Regions from separate parts of the Sus scrofa genome. Here region 1 is linked to region 2. A link is a contact called in public HiChIP or PLAC-seq data. All regions are on one chromosome and are shown on one strand. The core of a region is the stretch at or near the end of the contact, and the rest is flanking DNA. Distances in the headings are between cores, read along the strand shown.

What was found. HiChIP or PLAC-seq counts read pairs in DNA pulled down with a chosen protein or histone mark.
Region 1: an H3K27ac HiChIP or PLAC-seq map of alveolar macrophages shows a contact between it and region 2. The contact joins two enhancer-like sites. A contact is called at or near these places in 1 of 47 Hi-C or Micro-C datasets (fetal skeletal muscle) and 1 of 2 datasets of contacts at active chromatin or transcription factors (alveolar macrophages).

The regions. Positions count from the first base shown.
Region 1 is chr5:51,785,093-51,788,879 of Sscrofa11.1, forward strand. No RefSeq gene overlaps it. Among named protein-coding and RNA genes, the nearest start is that of LDHB, 24 kb to the right of the region's middle. Within about 2 kb of position 1,734, at least 4 of the 83 cell types and tissues checked have an H3K27ac peak or open chromatin away from gene starts, as enhancers often do. A contact at or near this core is called in alveolar macrophages, where this site is marked.
Region 2 is chr5:51,095,734-51,099,551 of Sscrofa11.1, forward strand. It overlaps C2CD5 (C2 domain-containing protein 5), which reads left to right. Exons shown (of 25, transcript XM_021092231.1): 12 at 1-3; 13 at 1,904-2,095. Among named protein-coding and RNA genes, the nearest start is that of C2CD5, 57 kb to the left of the region's middle. Within about 2 kb of position 2,523, at least 19 of the 83 cell types and tissues checked have an H3K27ac peak or open chromatin away from gene starts, as enhancers often do. A contact at or near this core is called in alveolar macrophages, where this site is marked.

The sequences.
Region 1 (3,787 bases), core at 484-2,983, 690 kb after region 2:
AGCATCCCATCTTTGTCTATCAGGAGGTCAGTTATTCAGACATTCACTAAGAGGCCAAGCAAAGGGCTTTCCTAGGTGCGCCTTTCTTTTTCTTTTTTCTCATTTTCTTTTTAGGGCCACATCTTCAGCATATGGAAGTCCCTGGGCTAGGGGTCAAATTAAAGCTGCAGCTGAGGCCTATGCCATAGCCACAGCAACACCAGATCCGAGCTGCCTCTGTGACCTACACCACAGCTTGTGGCAACACCAGATCCTTAACCCACTGACCAAGGCCAGGGATTGAACCCATATTCTCATAGATACTAGTCAGGCTCCTAACCCGCGCTGAGCCACAAAAGGAATCCCATAGGCTCGCCTTTCTCAGCTTCTTTCACCAATAATCCTTCCCCCTAAACTCCTATGAGCCCTATTTTAAAGTTGACAGATACTATAGGAGATTAGTACCCAGGAACAAAGGAGCCAGAAGCCAGAACTCCTTATTCTGAAGAGTGTTTGATATATGACAGTGAAAAAAAAAAAAAAATTCTCTAAAATTTAGTTCTCTACACAGGACGAAATAGCTCAATAAAACTGCCCCATTGACTTCACCATCAGCACTGCAGGCACTTCAGTTCAAAGACAGACAACTCAAGGTTGGTTTGTCTGTTTCTATTTTGTCTGAAGTGGAAGATAACTCATATTATGACAATGGCAGTATCACAGAATGAATCGAATGAAGTTTGCTTTATTCCAAGCATAGAAACCAGTGTACGTAAAGTGAGTTGGCTGAAAGAAACTGAGGACTTTTGGTCTGGGCAAATCTGGCATCAAAAGTAAAGAAACTTAGTCTGAACCGCCCCCCTTTACAGAAAAGCCACAACGCACAAGTGCCATGAAATGATCAGATTATGAATATTACCCCAGAATATATACAAAACTCATCTTCTTAAAATTAATGGGTAACTAAAATGCTAAAATAAACAGAAGGAGACCCAAAATGTCATTTTAATACTTCTGTTATTAAAACACGTAATAATTTATGTATTTATTTTTTCCTGTGAAACTATTTCAATTTATTTTTTGATTAGGTAATAAATGCATTTGGTTAAAAAAAGTAAATAGTGGAGAAGTTGGTTTCCTTCCCCACTCCTTGTCACCTAGGTTTCACTCCCAGAGGCAACCACTGAAATCAGCTGAAACCAGAGTGTCTTGGGAAGTAAGTGGTGAGTGGACAGATAGGGCGGATATCAGCCTATGTATTCATATCGCTGTCCTACTGGCTGTTGAAGGCCAACACCTGTTCTGATTGGTCAGTCAGCATCCCCCTGTGTACAAGCCTGGGCTCACCCTGTAACTGTTTTATACATGTAGCACACTGCTGTATCAATTGCTCTGTGAATTTATGTGCCACCTTTCACATGCATTCATATGTTCCTTTGTCCTTTCAGTGTATTATCTCTAGTCTTCAGAATGTTCCCATTTATAAATGAGGAAACTGAAGTTTAGAAAGATTAAGCAATTGACCCAAAACCGCAAAATTAGCAAGAGGCAGAGTCCTGGTTGACCCAGATCTGTCTCAGTCCCAAAACTTATCCTCTTGTCAACTCTTCCAGTTTTAAACTTATCAAAACCAATAATAAAGAAAACTTAAATAAAGAGAAAAAATCCAGATTGTCATTGATGGGAATGACAGAAAGAGAAGAGTGAAGTCATACGGAAAGTGTTAGAAGTTTACACAATATTTCTAGAAAATTTCCACTAGGTGGCAGTGTTTAAGGACATGACTGAAAGCCCTGCAGACTGCAGCTATTGCTGCAATGAGACTGGATGTCAAACAAGAATCTTTCAACTTTGGCCCACATTTACCTTTCCAGTTATTTTTTCCTTGTCCTTGGAAAGTTTCAGGAGCTAAAGCTTTACTGTTTCCACAGAATTGTCCAATTTCAGGTTCACCTTTCAACTTGCTGATACAGAATTTTGACTTTAATAAATTACAGTGAGTTTGGTTAACTTGATTTAGGGAATTCTCTATGAGGTCCTCGAAATTGTTCCAAACACAAATTCCACCTCTAGAATTTTGTGGGCTATGCTAGACAGTGAAATTTAAATGGCTATTATTCTATATTGCGTCTCAATATAGGCCTAGGTGTGAAGTACAAGGTCAAAAGCTGCTGGCAAGGCACAGGAATTGTCAAGAATGTTAACACCGCCTGCAAACGAGATTTACTGCGTGTTTCCCTTAACAGTTAAAGCCTTTTACAAATTCTCCATTTCTCATCATTTTGCAGCACTCTTCCCTCAGTCCAGTCTAACAAACCATTTGCCTTTCTGTGGACATCACTGTGGTTTCTACCTCCATTCTTTACACACGCTCTCCCTGTTAAAAAAAATTCCTTGCACACCAGGGAACTATATCCAATCACTTGTGATACAACATGATAGAAGATAATATGAGAAAAAGAATATACATATATATCTGTGTATATACATATGACTGGGTCACTTTGCTGTAGAGCAGAAATTGACAGAACATTGTAAATCAACTATAATTTATTTTATTTTTTGGTTTTTAGGTCCACACCCATGGCATATAGAAGTTCCCAGGCTAGGGGTCGAGCTGGAGCTACAGCTGCCAGGCTACACCACAGCCACAGTAGTGCAGGATATGAGCCATGTCTGCAACCTACACCACAGCTCAGGGCAACACAAAATCCTTAACCCACTAAGCGAGACCAGGAATTGAACCCTCATCCTCATGGATCCTAGTCAGTTTTGTTAACCACTGAGCCACAAAAGAAATGCCAGCTATACATAAATTTAAAAAAAAAAATTAATTCCTTGCAGGGAAAAAATAAAATCTTGGTTCATTTTTTTTCTCAATCCAAGTACCTACTGAGGACAAAAAAAAAAAAAAAAAAAAAATGTTGCCTGTCATTTCAGCAAACAAAGTATGTTGGGGCCATCAAGCCATCAGCCTCTGTGGTGCCCCCTGCAGTGCATCCTGCAGGAATTCAAGATGTTGAAAACCAGGATAATGGCCCTAGATAGTTAAGGTGCATACGAAAGGAATGATTTCAGTGAGCCCAAATGACATTTTCCCAACCTTAGAAAAGAATTAAGATTATTAACCTTAGTTGTCTGTTTTTTGTAATTAGCAGTAACCTACTGATGCTCAACTAACATTCTTTTTTATCTCAGCAAAAGTCCTCTACATCCTGGCTCCTCTTTTCAGAACAGTTCCTCAGAGCTATCCAGGGGGTTGCCCACCAGGCTATAGTCCTCACAGGGAACCCTTAAAGAAACCATAGTTCTTGGCCAGGCACCATTATAACTGCCTGCATGAGCTGTCTCACAGCAGGAGGTTCCAATAAGGAACTCGGTGCTGCCCCCAGCAACTGACTGGGAGAATTCGGGAGGGGCAAAGGGAGGGAGGAGACGCCAGCCCATAATATGTCCTGCCAACATTCTTCCCAATAAAGTCTTTTGCTTCTGTGTCTCCTTGGACAATTCATTTCCAAGTATTAGACAAGAGCCCACTCTGGGACCCTGGCAAGGGTCCCCCTTCTGGTAGTAATCAGGAAGTTCCCCAAATAAAGCGCAATTTACAACTTTCAGGTTGTGTGTTTTTCTTCAATCAACACTGGCTTGCTTCGAAAATCCTCTTCAAAAACCATACTCTAAGAGTTCCCGTCGTGGCTCAGTGGTTAACAAACCCAACAAGTATCCATGAAGATGTGGGTTCAATCCCTGGCCCTGCTCAGTGCATTAAGGATCCGGTGTTGCCATGAGCTGTGGTGTAGGTCACAGA
Region 2 (3,818 bases), core at 1,273-3,772:
GAGGTTGTCGTGATGGCCTGGCTTATTTTCCTTAAGGGCAGAAAAGGAAGAGGTTGACTTTCATTCTCTCAGAGCTGGGACGGTTCTTTTCTCTGAGAGCGGGTTACAGAGGCAGCGTAGCAGTCAGGACCAGACACTTAACTGATTTTTATCTAATCCATAGCAACAAAGTATTGGGTTCTGCACTGTATGACACCTTAAAAAATTAAAAAAAATTTTTTTTATTAAAGTATAGTTTGTTTACAGTGTTGTGCCAATTTATGCTGTACAGTAAAGTGACCCCGCTATACATGTATATACATTCCCTTTCTTACATTATCCTGGATGTTCTACCCCAAGAGCCTGGATGTAGTTCCCTGTGCTAGACAGTACGACCTCGTTGCTTACCCATTCTAAATGAAGTAGTTTGCATCTACTAACCCCAAACTTCCAGTCCGTCCCACTCCCTCCCCACCTCCCCCTCGGAAACCACAAGTCTGTTCTCTATGTCTGTGAGTCTGTTTCTCTTTTGTAAATAGGTTCATTTGTGCCATATTTTAGATTCCACATATAAGTGATATCATACAGTATTTGTCTTTCTCTTTCTGACTTCACTTAGTTTGAGAGTCTCTAGTTCCATCCATTAACTGTTATGCAGATGGCATTATTTCATTCTTTTTTGTGGCTGAATAGTATGTCATTGCATATATGTACCACTGTATGACATATTATTATTTCTAGTATCTTGGTTAGTGACATATAAGATTAACAATTAAAGAATTTCCAGTACACATTTTTTGTTTGCTACAAATAGAAATAATTTCCTTTATTTGAGTTTTCCTTTTCTTTACCTCCAAAATAGAAAAAGGTCATGGAACAATTTTCTTAAAGAAAATTCTTAATTTACAAAATAGTCAAAATACTATGTTGTATGAAAATTATGTATAAAAGCTTTGTGGAAAATTAAATGTAACTTTAATATATGTGAAAGAGAAAGTAAAAGTGAAAGCATTAGGTAAACTGAAATGACTTTTTGGCTTATTGGACTACTGGTACCTTTAATCTTTTAGCTTCCATAAATGTCGTAAGTATTTTTCATAAAAAGATGAAATGATCAAATATGTATACATACATATATATTAATTTGGTACCAGAGTTTACCCAAATAATATAAATTTTAAATACCCCTTACCCCACAGTCTCATATTTGTTTTTCCACTCATTATTAATGTATTAGTGTAAAGGAAGAAAGCAAAAAATTCTGTATGTGATCAAATTTAGTATAAATTTGTAAGTCTGTATATAGCAAAGAAAGATATATTAGTTCTGGTAAGCACACGGAAGACGTTGGTTAGTGTCTTCTTTTGTCAGTGTTGAAAATGGATTTTGATTGTTACATACTTCAGAGCATTAAAAGTCATGGTAAATAGGAAAGTGAATGTGGGACATTTTGAACTGTATTTTAAACACTTGGAATGTTCTGTTGAGAAAACTGACTTTGCCAGTGAGCTGTCCCAGCTCTGCCATAGTTCTCACATGTCACTAGATTTCATTCTTCAGATAGATAGAAGCCTTATTTAACAAACCACCTTTCTCATGCAACTTGGATGTTTCTGTTGTGGCTTGTATGGATATAGTGAATTCTCTTTTAAATGGCAGTCCTGTGTAACAGTTAGCATCTCTATTTGTAAAAGAGAAAAATGTCTTTACAAAGAATTAACGCGGAATGGCTTTCTACTTTTATAAGCCTTTTATTTCGTATATGGTTCTGATTCACTGGTCATTTCTTATCAGGCATAGTGATACCTACTGCAGTTGAAGTTGTGATATAGTTTGTTTATAAGTACTGTATATATAATGTATGTTTTTGAAAAAAGTGCATAGAATTTTCAGGAATGTCTTTTTTCTTAATATGTTCATATAGGCTAGAAGAAAACTTGCCTGCAGGCTGTGGCTTTTGCCATATACCATATGATGAACTGAATATGCCATTTCCAGCTCATCTCACATACTGCTATAACTGCAGAAAACAAAAAGTTCCTGATGTTCTTTTTACAACTATAGACCTCCCGGTGGATGCAATAGTTATTGGAAAAGGTTGTCTCATTCAAGCAAGGTATGTTTGTGAAGAGTATTTGGGGTCCTTGAAGGAGTATGGAGTCAAATAGACCTATTTTCAAATATCTGCTCTACTGTCTCCTATCTTTGTGATCCTGGGCAGGCTGGGCAATTCTGTATGGAAAATTGGGAGGAAAAAGATCCTCTTTATGGAACTCAAATTTATATGCAAAAGCAGCTTTAAGTATCGAAATTCTGTACAAATGTTTATTATCATGAGGATTGTTAGTTAAGCTGTTGCAGGCTAGGGATGTGACTCAGTATGCTTTAATGACATTAAATATATAATAGATTTTGGAAATTGACTTTGTCTTCTTTTAAAGAATAGTGCTATATAGTGTTTCTTTTACAACTTCACTTAGCTGTTAAAAGTTCCATTTAAAGTGTCCTTGGGTAGGAAATGCTAAACTGTGGTAGGCACAGGAAATGAGCTGCAACTGTCTAGGTCACTGACAACTGCCAAGGTTACCAAATCCACTGAGTATTTCTGCCCTCATCTTACTTATCTTTTATTTACCTAGGCAATAATCACACAGTTGATAATTTACTCCTTCTCGAAACTCCTTGGACTTCATATTGGCACACCCCCTCCTTTTTCCTACCTTTATGTGTATAGTCCAGTTAACTTGCTGATTCCTCCTCATTTCTTGATCCTTAAGAGCCATGGGTTTGGACCCTTTTCTCAAAGTCTTCTCCCTTGTTGAACTTATCAACTCTTATGTTATCTATAAGTCTAGGACTCCCATATTTAGAGCTCTACTCCAGAACTCATTTCTAAATTTCAGTCCATATACTTCCCTGTCTTCTTCACAGCCCATTTTCATAGACATCTCATATTTGTTCCAAATTGAACTGCTGATTTTCTCCACTTCTTTCATACTAGCCTTCTTGATTTCTTTTTTTCTTTTTAGGGCCACACCTGCATCATATAAAAGTTCTCTGGCTGGGAGTTGAATCAGAGCTGCAGCTGTAGGTCTGTGCCTCAGCCATGGCAACATTAGATCTGAGCCGCATCTGTGACCTACACTGCAGCTTTCAGCAACACCGGATCCTTTACCCACTGAATGAGGCTAGGGATTGAATCCAAATCCTCATGGACAGTATGTTGGGTTCTTAACCCGCTGAGCCACAACAGGAACTCTGCTTCTCTATTTTAATAAATGATCCCTTGCTCTGTCTAGTTCTTCATTCCAAATAAGGTATTCTTAGGCATTGTCCTCTTTCCTAACCTCCACACATGACAATTATTACAAAGCCATGTTGCGTTCTCGTCTAAAATATGTTTCTAATCCATTTGCTTTCACTTTCATTTCCTCTTGCATTTTAGATCTCCCACTTAGGATTGTTTTCCTTTTGCCTGAGGTTTCTCCTTGAGTATTTTTTTGGTGGGTCTGCTGATGGTGAACTGTCTATTTTTGCTCGTCGGAAAATGTGTCTGTTTTATCTTCAAAAGGTATTTGGGGCTAGCAGTTATTTTCCTTCAGCACATTGAAGATACCCTTCCATTGCCTTCTGGTGTTCAATGTGACTATTGAGAAATAACTCATTAGATGTTTTTTTTTTTTGAATGTGCCCTTTTTTTTTTTTTTTTCAGGCTATATGTGAGCTAGTCTGTTTGTTTTTGGTTTTGGCAGTTTGCCTATGAAGTGTTAGGTATGGAGTTCTCTTTATCCTAATTGCTATACCTTGGACTTCTTGTATCTGTGGATTGGTGTCTTTTA